Linked DNA regions of Nomascus leucogenys: region 2 is linked to region 1. The links are chromatin contacts, called in public Hi-C maps. All regions are on one chromosome and are shown on one strand. Each heading gives the region's core, a stretch centred on a gene start, on an enhancer-like site or on the middle of the called end of the contact. The rest is flanking DNA. Distances are from core to core; before and after follow the strand shown. Region 1 overlaps FAM163A (protein FAM163A). Region 2 has its middle 33 kb from the start of FAM163A.

The links. Hi-C and Micro-C count contacts between places; a contact is called where the count stands out from the background.
Region 2: a Hi-C map of a lymphoblastoid cell line shows a contact between it and region 1, with 8 times the contacts expected there. The contact joins two enhancer-like sites. A contact is called at or near these places in 4 of 4 Hi-C or Micro-C datasets (a lymphoblastoid cell line and an unstated tissue).

What each region holds. Positions count from the first base shown.
Region 1 is chr12:21,937,227-21,943,295 of Asia_NLE_v1, forward strand. FAM163A (protein FAM163A) reads right to left here. Exons shown (of 5, transcript XM_012511036.2): 2 at 3,213-3,304. Among named protein-coding and RNA genes, the nearest start is that of FAM163A, 64 kb to the right of the region's middle. Within about 2 kb of position 2,610, the one cell type or tissue checked has an H3K27ac peak away from gene starts, as active enhancers do. A contact at or near this core is called in a lymphoblastoid cell line, where this site is marked.
Region 2 is chr12:22,033,693-22,039,761 of Asia_NLE_v1, forward strand. No RefSeq gene overlaps it. Among named protein-coding and RNA genes, the nearest start is that of FAM163A, 33 kb to the left of the region's middle. Within about 2 kb of position 3,234, the one cell type or tissue checked has an H3K27ac peak away from gene starts, as active enhancers do. A contact at or near this core is called in a lymphoblastoid cell line, where this site is marked.

The DNA of each region.
Region 1 (6,069 bases), core at 1,360-3,859:
TTCTTCTGCCTACGTGATCCGCTGCCCCATCATGCAGTCCCACTGTTCTTTTTTTTGGAGACAAGAGTCTCACTCTGTCCCCCAGTCTGGAGTGCAGTGGCACAATCTTGGCCCACTGCAACCTCTGCCTGCTGGGTTCAAGTGATTCTCATGCCTCAGCCTCCCAAGTAGCTGGGATTACAGACATGCAACCCCACACCGGGCTAATTTTTGTATTTTCAGTAGAAACGGGGTTTCACCATGTTGGCCAGGCTGGTCTCAAACTCCTGACCACCCACCAAGGTGGGTGATCCACCTGCCTTGGCCTCCCAAAGTGCTGGGATTACAAGTGTGAGCCACAGTCCTACAGTTCTTAAGCAGTTTATTGCCTAGTGATGAAAAAATATGGCGCAAACCTTATGATACAGTGTGAGACTCGCAGCCACAGAATTGCAGACCAGAGCTGCGGAACCCAGAGTGGGGCAGCTACTGACTGGGGGGCGATGCTCCACTGCAGGTGTTGTATTGAGCTGAATCCTAAAAGCTGCGTGAAAGCTTATCCAGTAGACAAGGTGGGGAGGGCAGAATGAACAGTTCAGGGGTTTGAAGAAAACAGTTCCAGGAACTGCGGGGGATCTGGCGAGGCTGGGACAGGCCAGGGCAGGCATGCGGCTGGAGAGGCTGCAACCCGGGCAAGGAATCCAGATGAACTCTCCTGGAGACCCTGGGGGTTTCCTGAGGGGGCTTTTGACAGGGGAGCGTGTGGTCTTTCTTTTTCCGTCTATTTAAATCCTGCCCATCCTTCAAGGTTCTGAGAAGCCTCCCCTGATTGCCCCAGCCCCGAAGCTCTCTCACTTCTGGGCTCCTATTGCAATGCCCTTCATGGTTTGCTCTTCAAATCCCGCTTGGTGGGATGAGAGTCAACTTTTCATGTGGGAACATCTTGACTCCTCCACTATATTTTAAGTCCTCTGGGATCAGGGGTTGTGTCTTACCCGGTCTCCTATCCCCTGCAGCCTTATACACCATGCCTGACACATGCCGGGTACTTAATAAAAGCTCACTGTTTAGCTTGTCACAGCCCTGGCAGTTATGACTCTGACAGACCACCAGGGGGCAGCAAGCTGTCCCTCTCAGCTCAATCCCATCTGCAGACTTCAGCGTCACTGTTGGCAGACCACTTTGATTTTGCCCAGGTGCATGGTGGGCCATGCTTCAGGGGTTTCTTGGGGCATCTGGAGGCGGGGTCAGATGAATCTCAGCGTGGGGAAGGCTTAGGCACTTTCACTACAGCACCACTTCATCCCCCCACCACTTCCCTGCATATTCATCGCTGAGGGCTGCTTATGGACAGAGAGGTCTAGGAGTGACCTGAAGCTGGGGAGGCAGCAGTGATCCACCCCACAGACAGGCTTGGACTAGTGTTCCAGGATGTGCCCAGCCTGTTTTAGGAGACAGGGAATTATGGAGAAGCCATATAAGAACAGTGCCCTCCCTCCTCCCTGCCCCTGTGCTGGGCCACCCCTCTTTCAGGACCACACAGGCTGCGCACAGCAATGGCCTGGACATCGGGGGCATGGCACTGTGGGCAGAGCTGGGGTTCTCAAGGCCCAGGTTCGAGGATCACCTGTGCCACTGAGCAGCTACCCCATATTGGAAAATGACCTTCCTTCTCACTTGTAAAGCAAAGATGAACAAAACACTCAGCTCTCACATTCCTCTCACGTCTCCCTCGCCAGTAGGATTGTGAGGAATGGTAACCAAGGATCGCCTCTCTTCCTCTGAGTTCTCAAGCGTGACTGCGAGGAACGAGGGGGATGGGTGTGAGAGCTCTTTGTAAACTAGAAAAGACCCCACAAACATGGTTTTGGGGGGGCCTCGACATGTTGTGGCTGTTTAGGTCTGGCCTTAAAATCATAAGCCAGAAAGGGACATGTACAGGGTGTGAGATGAACTAATCAACTCTCAACCAGTTTCCCTGAAGGCCCAATACTAATGCAGAAAAATATTTTTTTGAGACAGGGTCTTGCTCTGTCGCCCAGGATGGAGTGCAGTGCTGCAATCTCGGCTCACTGTAGCCTCGACCTCCAGGGCCCACGCGATCCTCCCACCTCAGCCTCCCAAGTAGCTGGGACCAAAGGCGCGTGCTACCACGCCCGGCTAATTTCTGTACTAATGGTACAGTTTAGCATTTAAATTCCCATATTCAGTGGCTCTCTACGATTTCAGGAGGGCTCATTGTCTCTTTGTAACTAGATGCAAATGCTGGCAATAACTCCTTACACCCAAACAGCAGCCTACAGTTTACAAAGTGCTCCATTTATGCTCTCTTATGGCGGGCGGGCTCTGAGATGGCTCAAGTGGTCACTGCCTCCTGGCAGTTATGCCCTTGTGTACTCCCCTCCCCTGAGTATGGGTGTGGCCTGTGACTTGCTTTAACCAATAGAAAACAGCATGGGTAATGGGATGTCACTTCTGTGAATAGACTATATAAGATTCAGACTATTCTCTTGCTAGCCATTCTCTCTGATAGTTTTGATACTGAAAGTTGCCATGTTGGGGAAGAAACCGAGGGTGGCCTCTGGCCAATTCCTGGCTGGGGACTGAGGCCCTCAATCCAGCCTCCCAAAAGGAACTGAACAGCCACATACATGAGAGATGAAGTGGATCCTTCTCCAGTTGACCTTTGGGATGAATTGACAACCCCAGCTGAGACCTTGAGGCAGCGGGTCAACCAGCCACATCTGGACTCCTGACCCACAGAAACTGAGAATCACTGTGTGTTGTTTTAAGCTGCTGAGTTTGTGGTAGTTTGTGATGCAGCAAAAGATAACGAATACATTCTTGAATCTCACAAAAGCCCCAGCAATGCTGGAGGAGAAGCGAGACCATTAAGTCATTTGCCTAAAGTCATAGCATAACAAGTGTCTGAGTCAGGGTCCACACGCCACTGCTGTGGAGTTTCTAACACACCAGCTGCCTACTGAGGTGTCCTGAGGACAGGACAAAGAGGTCCCTATGTTCCCACCTAGGTCTCAGCAGGTCTGGGGCAGAATGACTCAGTGGTGGCCAAGTCAGGGAATGGGGGTAGCCAAAGAGGACAAGCCTGCTACCCACTAAAGAATACTAAGGGCCTTCCCTCTGTGACCAGGACTTGCTGAAGCTCCTTCCCCACTGGTGGCCCAGACACCCTCTCCCAGGGGAAAAGGGAGTGGCCCATGCCTTACACTTACGTGAAACAGCTGGAGCAGCGGTGACTCAGTCACACGGGCTACCCCTGAGCAGGCAGCAGTTGGGGGTGCATCATGGCCAAGGGCATCAGTCCCTGCCAGAGAAGAGAAGGGAAGGCCCATGAGAGCTGGACAGGGAGGCTGAGGACAGACAGGCTCCTGCTGGCCCCCAGTTGTGACCCCACGCCTCTAGAGTGGAAGTCTCTCCAGGGGTTTGCTTCTTGAGGTAAACCCCCACAGCTGCCTTGGTTTCCGAGGCTCCAGCCTAAGAACCCAAGAACAGACCTGTAAGGTTACACCTATTCCAGCTTTGTCTCCTTCCCTCTGTGCTGCTGCTGAAAGCCTGTGCCCAGGGCAGTGGCAGGATGCTGGGCACGTGTCTGGGAGGTGACAGTGAGTGGGGCAGGGTGTTCGGCTGGCTTTCTCCTGCTCCACTGGAGGATTTGGATCCGTGCCCAGTGGATGCGTCCTTGTTGCCTGCATGACTGACCCTGCTCTTAACATACCACTTTCCCAGCCCCTTCCCCACCGTTTCCCGGGCCTATTTTTCCCAGTGCCCGGGCTGCACGCTTCCTTCCCCTACTCCAATACCCTGACTTCTATCAGGCCAAAGATGGCGACTGGACAGCCAGATGGGCAAGTTCAGGCTGCTGTGCTGATGGTGGAAGGGGAGGCAGGGTCCTCCCGAGACATCCAGGAATCCAGGGTAGGCTAATTTTTGGGGGTTTCTTTACATTCTTTCATTTGTTTATTCATTTAACCAATCAATCTAACCCAGGACAGTGTTGATTGATCTTTTTTTTTTTTTTTTTTTTTGAGACAGAGTCTTGCTCTGTCACTCAGGGTGGAGTACCACTGCAACCTCGGCCTCCCGGGTTCAAGCTATTCTCCTGCCTCAGCCTCCTAAGTAGCTGGTACTACAGGCACGTGCCACCATGCCCAGCTATTTTGTGTTTTTAGTAGAGATGGGGTTTCACCACGTTGGCCAGGCTGGTCTCAAACTCTTAACCTTAAATCATCCTCCCGCCTTGGCCTCCCAAAGTGCTGGGATTACAGGCTTGAGCCACCGCGCCCGGCCAGGGCAGTGTTGATCTTTAAATAACCACTCAACATTATTCGGAAGAGTCTGGACCCTACACTGAGAGAAGGAGGGAGAGGAGGGATGCCCTGTGGGGCGATGCTCAGCCCCGGCTCAGAGGAGGAAAGGCCCCCCTGGGTGAGGGACGTTCGTATTGGGGAGGAAACCCAGCCACTAACCACATCCACAGAGCCACCTTCCAAGGGGACAGGGCGAACCACCTCCAGGTTCTCACCCTCGGCCAGAAGCTGGAGGTCAAAGGACAGACATTAGCATGATGCTTCACGGAATGGGGCTGTCTGAGCCCAGCAGCTCTCGGGGGCAGAGCCCTGGGGAAAGCTGAGAAGGAGGCAGAGTGATTGCGTGACACAGCAGCCCTGTCCCCGTATCACCTCCCTCCTAGATCTCGGCCTTCCTACACTCTCCCAGCTCCTGCCTTGGACATTCTGGGCACTTAGGCTTTCTTTTCTCCAAGATGTTCTCACTCACATTAACCTGTGACGTAGAGTTTAACGTGACTGGGTATCACAGTGGGGCTCTTCCTGCACGAGTTCTGACAGGGCAAAGGATAGAAATCAGAAGGCGAAAGTGAGCCTGGGGCAGGGCCCTCTGCCCCTGGCTGTGCACAGACTGTACAATGGGAATGTAAGAACATCCGTCTCAGGATCCGCGGATGCTTTCACCCACTTTATAAAATACGGATAGGACCATAAATTGGTGAAGGTTTGCTGAGGAGATTTCCATGGTGAGAGGTGTTGCTGAGCTATGTATCCCACGAGAGGAGAGCTCTGGGGCTGGCTGTCTTGAGTCAATATTGTGTAAGTGTCAACAGGGAGAAGACCTGAACTGAAGAGGCTGCAGGCGGCCTCCAGATGCCCAGAGGTTGAGCAAGGGGTTGCAAAAGACTCCTGGAAGAGAGATGCAGTGCTTGAGTGGGTGAAGGGAACTTCGGAAGAGAGGGGTCCAGCCCAGCAGGGAACCCCAGGAGGGCCCACAAAAACATTTCCAAAAGCAAGAGCCAGTTTTAAGTTTCTCCAAGCTCTCTAACCAGTAAGAACCCCGAATTTCAATCCTGGCCAGTGGTAAAACAGCAGCTCCTGGGCGGGTGGTAGGGAAGAGAGAACAGGGCGGCGTAGCAGCAGAGGGACGTGTGGGGCCCACCTCAGGTGCTTCCAGCTTGAGCGGAGAGAAACTGGAAGAAAGGAGAAAAACAATGCGGTCAGAGTGTTTCATTACTCATGATTATTAGGCATTTTTTTTTTTTTTTGAGATGGAGTTTCGGGAGTTTTGCTCTGTTGCCCAGGCTGGAGTGAAGTGGCACAATCTCGGCTCACTGCAACCTCCGCCCCCCCAGGTTAAAGCGATTCATGCTGGCTTTAAGGCAGGATGCCTCAGCCTCTCAAGTAGCTCAGATTATAGGCGCCCACCACCACCCCCGGCTAATTTTTGTATTTTTAGTAGAAATGGGGTTTCACCATATTGTCCAGGCTGGTCTCAAACTCCTGACCTCAGATGATCCACCTGCCTCGGCCTCCCAAAGTGCTAGGATTACAGGCGTGAGCTACCATGCCTGGCCTGTGATGCATTCTAATGGCTGAGTGGACTGCATCTATAACCTACAGTAACTATAAGGCTATCACTGAAGACTGGATGAAAAAGAAATGGGAATGGGCCAAGTTTTTTTTCTAGGGGCAGGGGAAGATTTCTCCCACTGAATATATTTTAAAGTAAAGGGACATTTGAAGAAAAAAAATTAAAGTTGCTTTTTGAGCATAAATCATG
Region 2 (6,069 bases), core at 1,984-4,483, 97 kb after region 1:
TGTGTCCTTTGACAGAGTTTCAAATTTGGGGATAGTCCAATTTATCTGTTTACATTTGTTGCCTGTGCATTTGGTGTCATATCCAAAAACCATTGTCAAACTGAATGTTATGAAGCTTTCCCACTACATTTTTTTTCTAGCAGTTTTATAATTTTAGGCATTATGTTTAGGCCTTTGATCTATTTTGAGGTGCATTTGTATATGGTATAAGGCAAGAGACCAACTCCATATTTTTGCATGTGGATATTCAGTTTTCCCAGCACCATATGTTGAAAAGACTGTCCTTTCCCCATTAGATGGTCTTGGCACCCTTGTTGAAGATTCAATCACCATATAATTGGACGTTTATTTCTGCCATCTCTATTCTATTCATTGGTCTATATGTATTTCTTTACGCTAGTCCCACACTATTTTGATTACTGTAGCTCTGTAGTAGGTTTAAAATCTGGAAATGAGACTTCCAACTTTGTCCTTCTTTTTCAAGATATTTTTGGCTGTTCAGAGCCCCTCAAGTTTCCATGTGAATTTAAAAACCTAATCCTTATACAAAAAAATGGTGAGCTCATTTCAAAGTTTTTTTTAACTCTTTAATGATGAAACCAGCAGGATGGCCAAGTAGGTTCCAGAGAGTTTGAGAAACTGAGATTTTTATAATGAGGGGGAAAAAAGGAATTCTGCAATAAATTTGCTAGTTACAAATTGTCCTATGGGAAAATTATACCCACCCACCCCCCTTTTTCTTAACCAATGTAAAGAACCTTTTCTACCAATATAAACAAGATATAATCCATGGGTCGTCTTTACATTGGTAGAAACAAAAATCACCTTATAAATTTTACAGACTTGTAAAATGTTTGAGTCATGCATGATCAGTTGTGTAAATAAAGTAGGCTCATTAGAAAATGTTGTTAGCATGACATAAAAAGTTATATAATCATCTTTCATCTACAAGTTTTGGGAAATTTTTCTTTAACTTATTTTATTTTATTTTATTTTTCGAGACAGAGTCTCACTCTGTCACCAAGGCTGGAATGCAGGCAAGATTTCGGCTCACTTCAACCTCTGCCTCACAGGTTCAAGCGATTCTCGTGCCTCAGCCACTGGAATAGCTGGGATTACAGGCACGCGCCACTACACCCAGCTAATTTTTGTATTTTTAGTAGAGACGGGGTTTTACCATGTTGGCCAGGCTGGTCTCGAACTCCTGACCTCAAGTGATCTGCCTGCCTCAGCCTCCCAACGTGTTGGGATTACAGGCAGGAGCCACTGTGCCTGGCCCCTTTAACTTATTTTTTACTTTTTTCCCCAACCAACTGGAATAATATCTCCCACATTTCCTTTTTTTCTTTTGTGCTTTTGAAATACCATTTATGTGCTTTGGAAATACCTTCCATACACTAAAACTAGAGACAGGTATATGACCTTTAAAATCCAGCACAGGTTTTTTTGAGAAATCTTCCTCCAATATACCCTTCTCTCCAACCCTAGAGTGAGTGAAGTGTTCTGTGCTCCCAATGTTCCCTGTATGTGCTCTATAATGGCACTTATCCCAGCCTGTCGTAGTTGCTTATTTTAAGTTTCTTCTGCCCTGTCCCACCAAACTGTGAGATCCCTGAAGACAGGAACAGTCTTTCATCTTCAGCATTGAGCCTGATGCCTGGCACACGGTAAGTCCTCAACAAGTATTTGTTCATTAAATGAAGAAGTTGAGCTTTAGCCATCCAGAATCAATTGTCTAGATGTCTGTTCACATTTGGTTCTAGTGTCTCTTCTTACAGCCTCTTCATAAGTTTAAAATGGATCCTTTAAATTTGTGAGAAGCTAGAGACTTATCCTGGAAGAACTCTAACAACCATCTTTCATTTTATATGTGATTAAATTATACATTGTTAAAGTGATGAAATTTAACATCTTTTCATAGTTTAAAAATGCCATGTCCTATTGCCATATATGAGGAGTTAGAAATGAGGGACCTACTGACTGGTATTTGTCTGGAAAAGGGAGGATTAAGAAGTGCAGTTGTCTCATTTACTAGAAGGGTCAATGTAATGTTTTCTCCTTGGCAAAAATCTCAAGATTTTAGTTAATTCTCATATTACTTTGAGAAATAGAATAGAATCTAAGAAGGTTCTATTTGGTCCTGGTCATTCGGAGCCTCATTTTCTTATTTATTGCCTCTCCAAAAGGCAAGCACTCCAGGAAGTTATCTAAACTATTATAGTCACTAGTTTATTCCTTTTCAATTGGTTTTGTCACATTCCCTTGCTAGATAGCAATATTTCCTGGGTATTTGTTTTGTTTTTTGAGACGGAGTCTCACTCGCTTACAGCTGGGATAATAATGTTTACTGCACTGCACTCCAGGCGCGATCTCGGCTCACTGCAACCTCCGCCTCCTGAGTTCAAGCGGTTCTCCTGCCTCAGCCTCCTGAGTAGCTGGGACTACAGGCATGCGCCACCACACCCAGCTAATTTTTGTATTTTTTAGTAGAGACAGGGTTTCACCATATTGGCTAGGCTGGTTTCGAACTCCCGACCTCGTGATCCGCCTGCCTCAGCCTCCCAAAGTGCTGGGAAGACTGAGGAATAATTTCAGACTCTAAAATGTGGAATGGGTCAGTGTCACCTAGCAAGGTCCTTGGGTGGATTGTAATAAGGGAGGGCAGGGCAGGGGGACTTTGTGGCCACTCATGGGGCAGAACCAAATAATGGTCAGAGGGAAAAGAGCTGAAAATGAACATTGGAGAATGTTGAGGATCAGTAGGGCTCACTTCCCAGTTTTGCCAGGCCAGCTCTGCCTGATGAGATCTGCCAGGTCTATCTATGATTTTCTTCTAGAATATTGGGTGTCATCCAAGGTGTCCTGAGTTCTAGCATCTGGTCATTTTTTACAAGAAGAAAGAACAAGCTCTTGCTGTGGGCATTTAGTTAATGCCAGGGCCGACTTCTTACCCCTCTATGGCTGGTCACAGTTGCGCACTAGGGTGCACAGTTGCTACCCTCTTTAGTAAAGGATGAGCTCTTTTAGTCAATTTAATACCCTGGAGACAGGAAGTGACACAGCCTGTGTCAAACAGGCCCCCAGTAAATTTTCAATGAATTAGAAAATGACAGCTCTGTAATCTGGTGACTAGGGACATACTGGAGGCCCACCTGGAATGAAAGGGGAAAGGGAGAAGAGAAAAGGGCATTGCAAACCATCCTCCCCTCAAGATACTTCTTTCCCCATTTTCTATTGTGTGTGTTTTAGCCATGTTAATACTATACCTCTGTAACCTGCCCTAGACTTCTCCAGCTAGCAATTGCATATTAAGATGGTATTAGGCTAGTGCAAAAGTAATTGAGGTTTTTGTCATTGAAAGTAATAGCAAAAACCACAATTACTTTTGCACCAACATAATAATATCTTTAATCAGTAATTCCAGACCCTAATAGTGCAGAAATAAGGTGGGTCAAAAATTTACACAAGGCTGTTGAGTAAACATTATTATACCAGCTGTAATGATTTTTTTTTTCTCCTGGGACTTTCCAGGGGAAATGATTTTTCAGTAGCAAATCTGCTTCTCTGCTCCACCTTCCTGTTGGCGTCAATCGAGACTGACGCCAACAAGCTTCCTGCGCTTTAATTCATCTCTGCTGAGCTACTGCATTGGGGTCATAGAGAGGTTACAGCAGATGTTCTTCTCACTGCTCCTGCTTAATAGTCACTTTGGTTTTCTCTTGGGGGTTACCAAAGTAGGAAATAACCTGGGGGGAGATGATAGGATATAAGGGCTTGTGGCTCTTGCGGTGATTCTGGCCAGTCAGGCCCAATTCTTTTTCATTTTATCAGTCAGGCAAGAACCTCAAGCTCATTGCCTGGTCCTCCTAGGTAGCATTATCTTGTTTATCCTTGTATTCTTGGAGGTCAGCACAGGACCTGGCACATAGAAAATACACACTTTTTTGTTGTTGTTAAATACAGGGCAATACTGAGGGTGTGGGGAACATGGCAATTGCCTGGGCAGAGAGCTGTGGACAGGTCTGTGCCTTGAACCAGACCGTCCCACAACAAAAGGACCACTCCAGCTGAGGTGTGAGCACATTCTCCACCTCTGCCCGTAATCTCCTCTCCAGGCTGTGCATTCTCAGTTTGTTCAGATATTTATCATAAGTTGAAACAGAGGGAATATGTAACGCAATGGAAAGGAGCAAAAGCCTTTGAAATCATTCACAATAAACAAACATTTATTGTGTACCGAGGCGTTATTGTTCTAGCCTCTTGGGATATGATAATGCATGAAATGGACAAAAATACGTGCCAGGTGGAGTTTAGATTCTGGTTGGTGGAGACCTACAGTTCACAATAAAAAGAATGAGTCATGTTAGAAGTCAGGCGCTATGGAAAAAAGTGGAGCAGGATGAGGGGCGTTGGGAGCACAGGGTTGAGAAGTCATTTTAGAAATTACCTCTTTGAGAAGATGCAGATGCTGGAGGAAGAAGAGCCAAGGCATGAGCCCAAAGTGAGGAGCTATGCACTGGAAGAAAGTGAGGAGGCCAGTGTGGGGGAGTGGAGTGAATAAGGGGGAGATCGTGGGAAATGAGGTCAAGGAGGTAACGGGGGGCATCATGTAGAGCTGGTGGATATGCCTGGCAGATTTAGCAAATAAAAATATGCAATCTCGGCTAAATTTGAATTTCAGGTAATGAATAATTTTAAAAATACAAATATGCCTCAAATATTGCATGAAACCATACTTAAACTGGAAAGTTATTAACTGTTCACCTGAAATCCAAATTTAACTGGGCATCCTGCATTGCCTTTGGCAACACCGCTGTGGACCATCGTAAGGACTCTGAGTAAGACTGGGAGCCCTCAGGGGGCCTTGGGCAGAGAAGGGATGCCAGCTGCCTTGGAGCTTGAAAGGGCCACTCTGGCTGCTTTGTGGAGAGCAGAGTGAGAGAGCACTGTGGACAGCAGGGAAGCCAGACGAGGCTGCGAAGTGGTCCAGGCTCAGCACAGTAACTCTGACCTGGTGGTGGAGGTAGGGTTGGTGAGAAGCCGGCAGATTCCAGACACATTTTGGAAGCATAGCCAACAGGATTTCCTATAGATGTAGATGGTAGTTAAAGCCAGGAGACTGGGGGAATTCCCAAGAGAATGAGGCCTGGTGTCCTGCAGCATTAAGAGGTCAGGAAAAAGAGGAGGAGGCACAAAAGATGCTAAGGCTTTGACCAATGAGTACGAGGAAACCCTAGAGAATGAGATGTCCTGGGAGAAGAGAAAGAGTGTCAGGGAGGAGGATTGTCAAGTGTATCAAATGCTACTGATAAGTCAGATGGGATGACTGAGGGCTGACTACTGGATTCAGCATGGAGTTGCTGGAGACCTTGACAGGAGCAGTTTTGGTGGAGCAGTGTAGGTGGAACTGGAATTGGTTTAATAGGTAATCGGAGAAGTATAAGAAGATAATACTGGCAGCTATGGTGAAATCTCACATATTTAAGGTCCTACCACTTACTAGCGTGATTCTTGGTAAATAATTTTCTGATCCTCAAGTTTTTCCTCTTGTAAAAAAGGAATAGTAACAAGGATGCTGTAAATATTAAATATGTAAAAGTTTTGGCATATAATAAGCATTTAGTAATTGGATATTAAGATTATTGTAATACAATATTAATTTCTGACATGATGTTGGCAAAATACATTTCTGTGCCTCGATTTCCTTATCTGTAAAATGGGAGTAATATTACCACCTACCCCATGGTGGTGCTGTAAGGATTACATGATGTTATCTACATAAAAGCACACAGAATAAACAGCTTGTGGCACATATGAACTCCATAAAGCTCTTATTATCCAATCAGTTCTTTTGTGAATGCTGGTCTATCTCCTTCCTAGAAGCCAACAGGGGTGTAGAACTTACCAAATTACTCCCTTGTCTTGTATACTATCCTTGTGTTAATGTGATTTAAACTTTTGTTGGCAGCAGCCTCTGCTGCTTTGCAATTTGTAAAGTCCTCTGCAAGTGAATGTTATTAGAGCTGACTCCTGATGTGAGTTAAAACCAGGCTCTGACCACAGAATTTG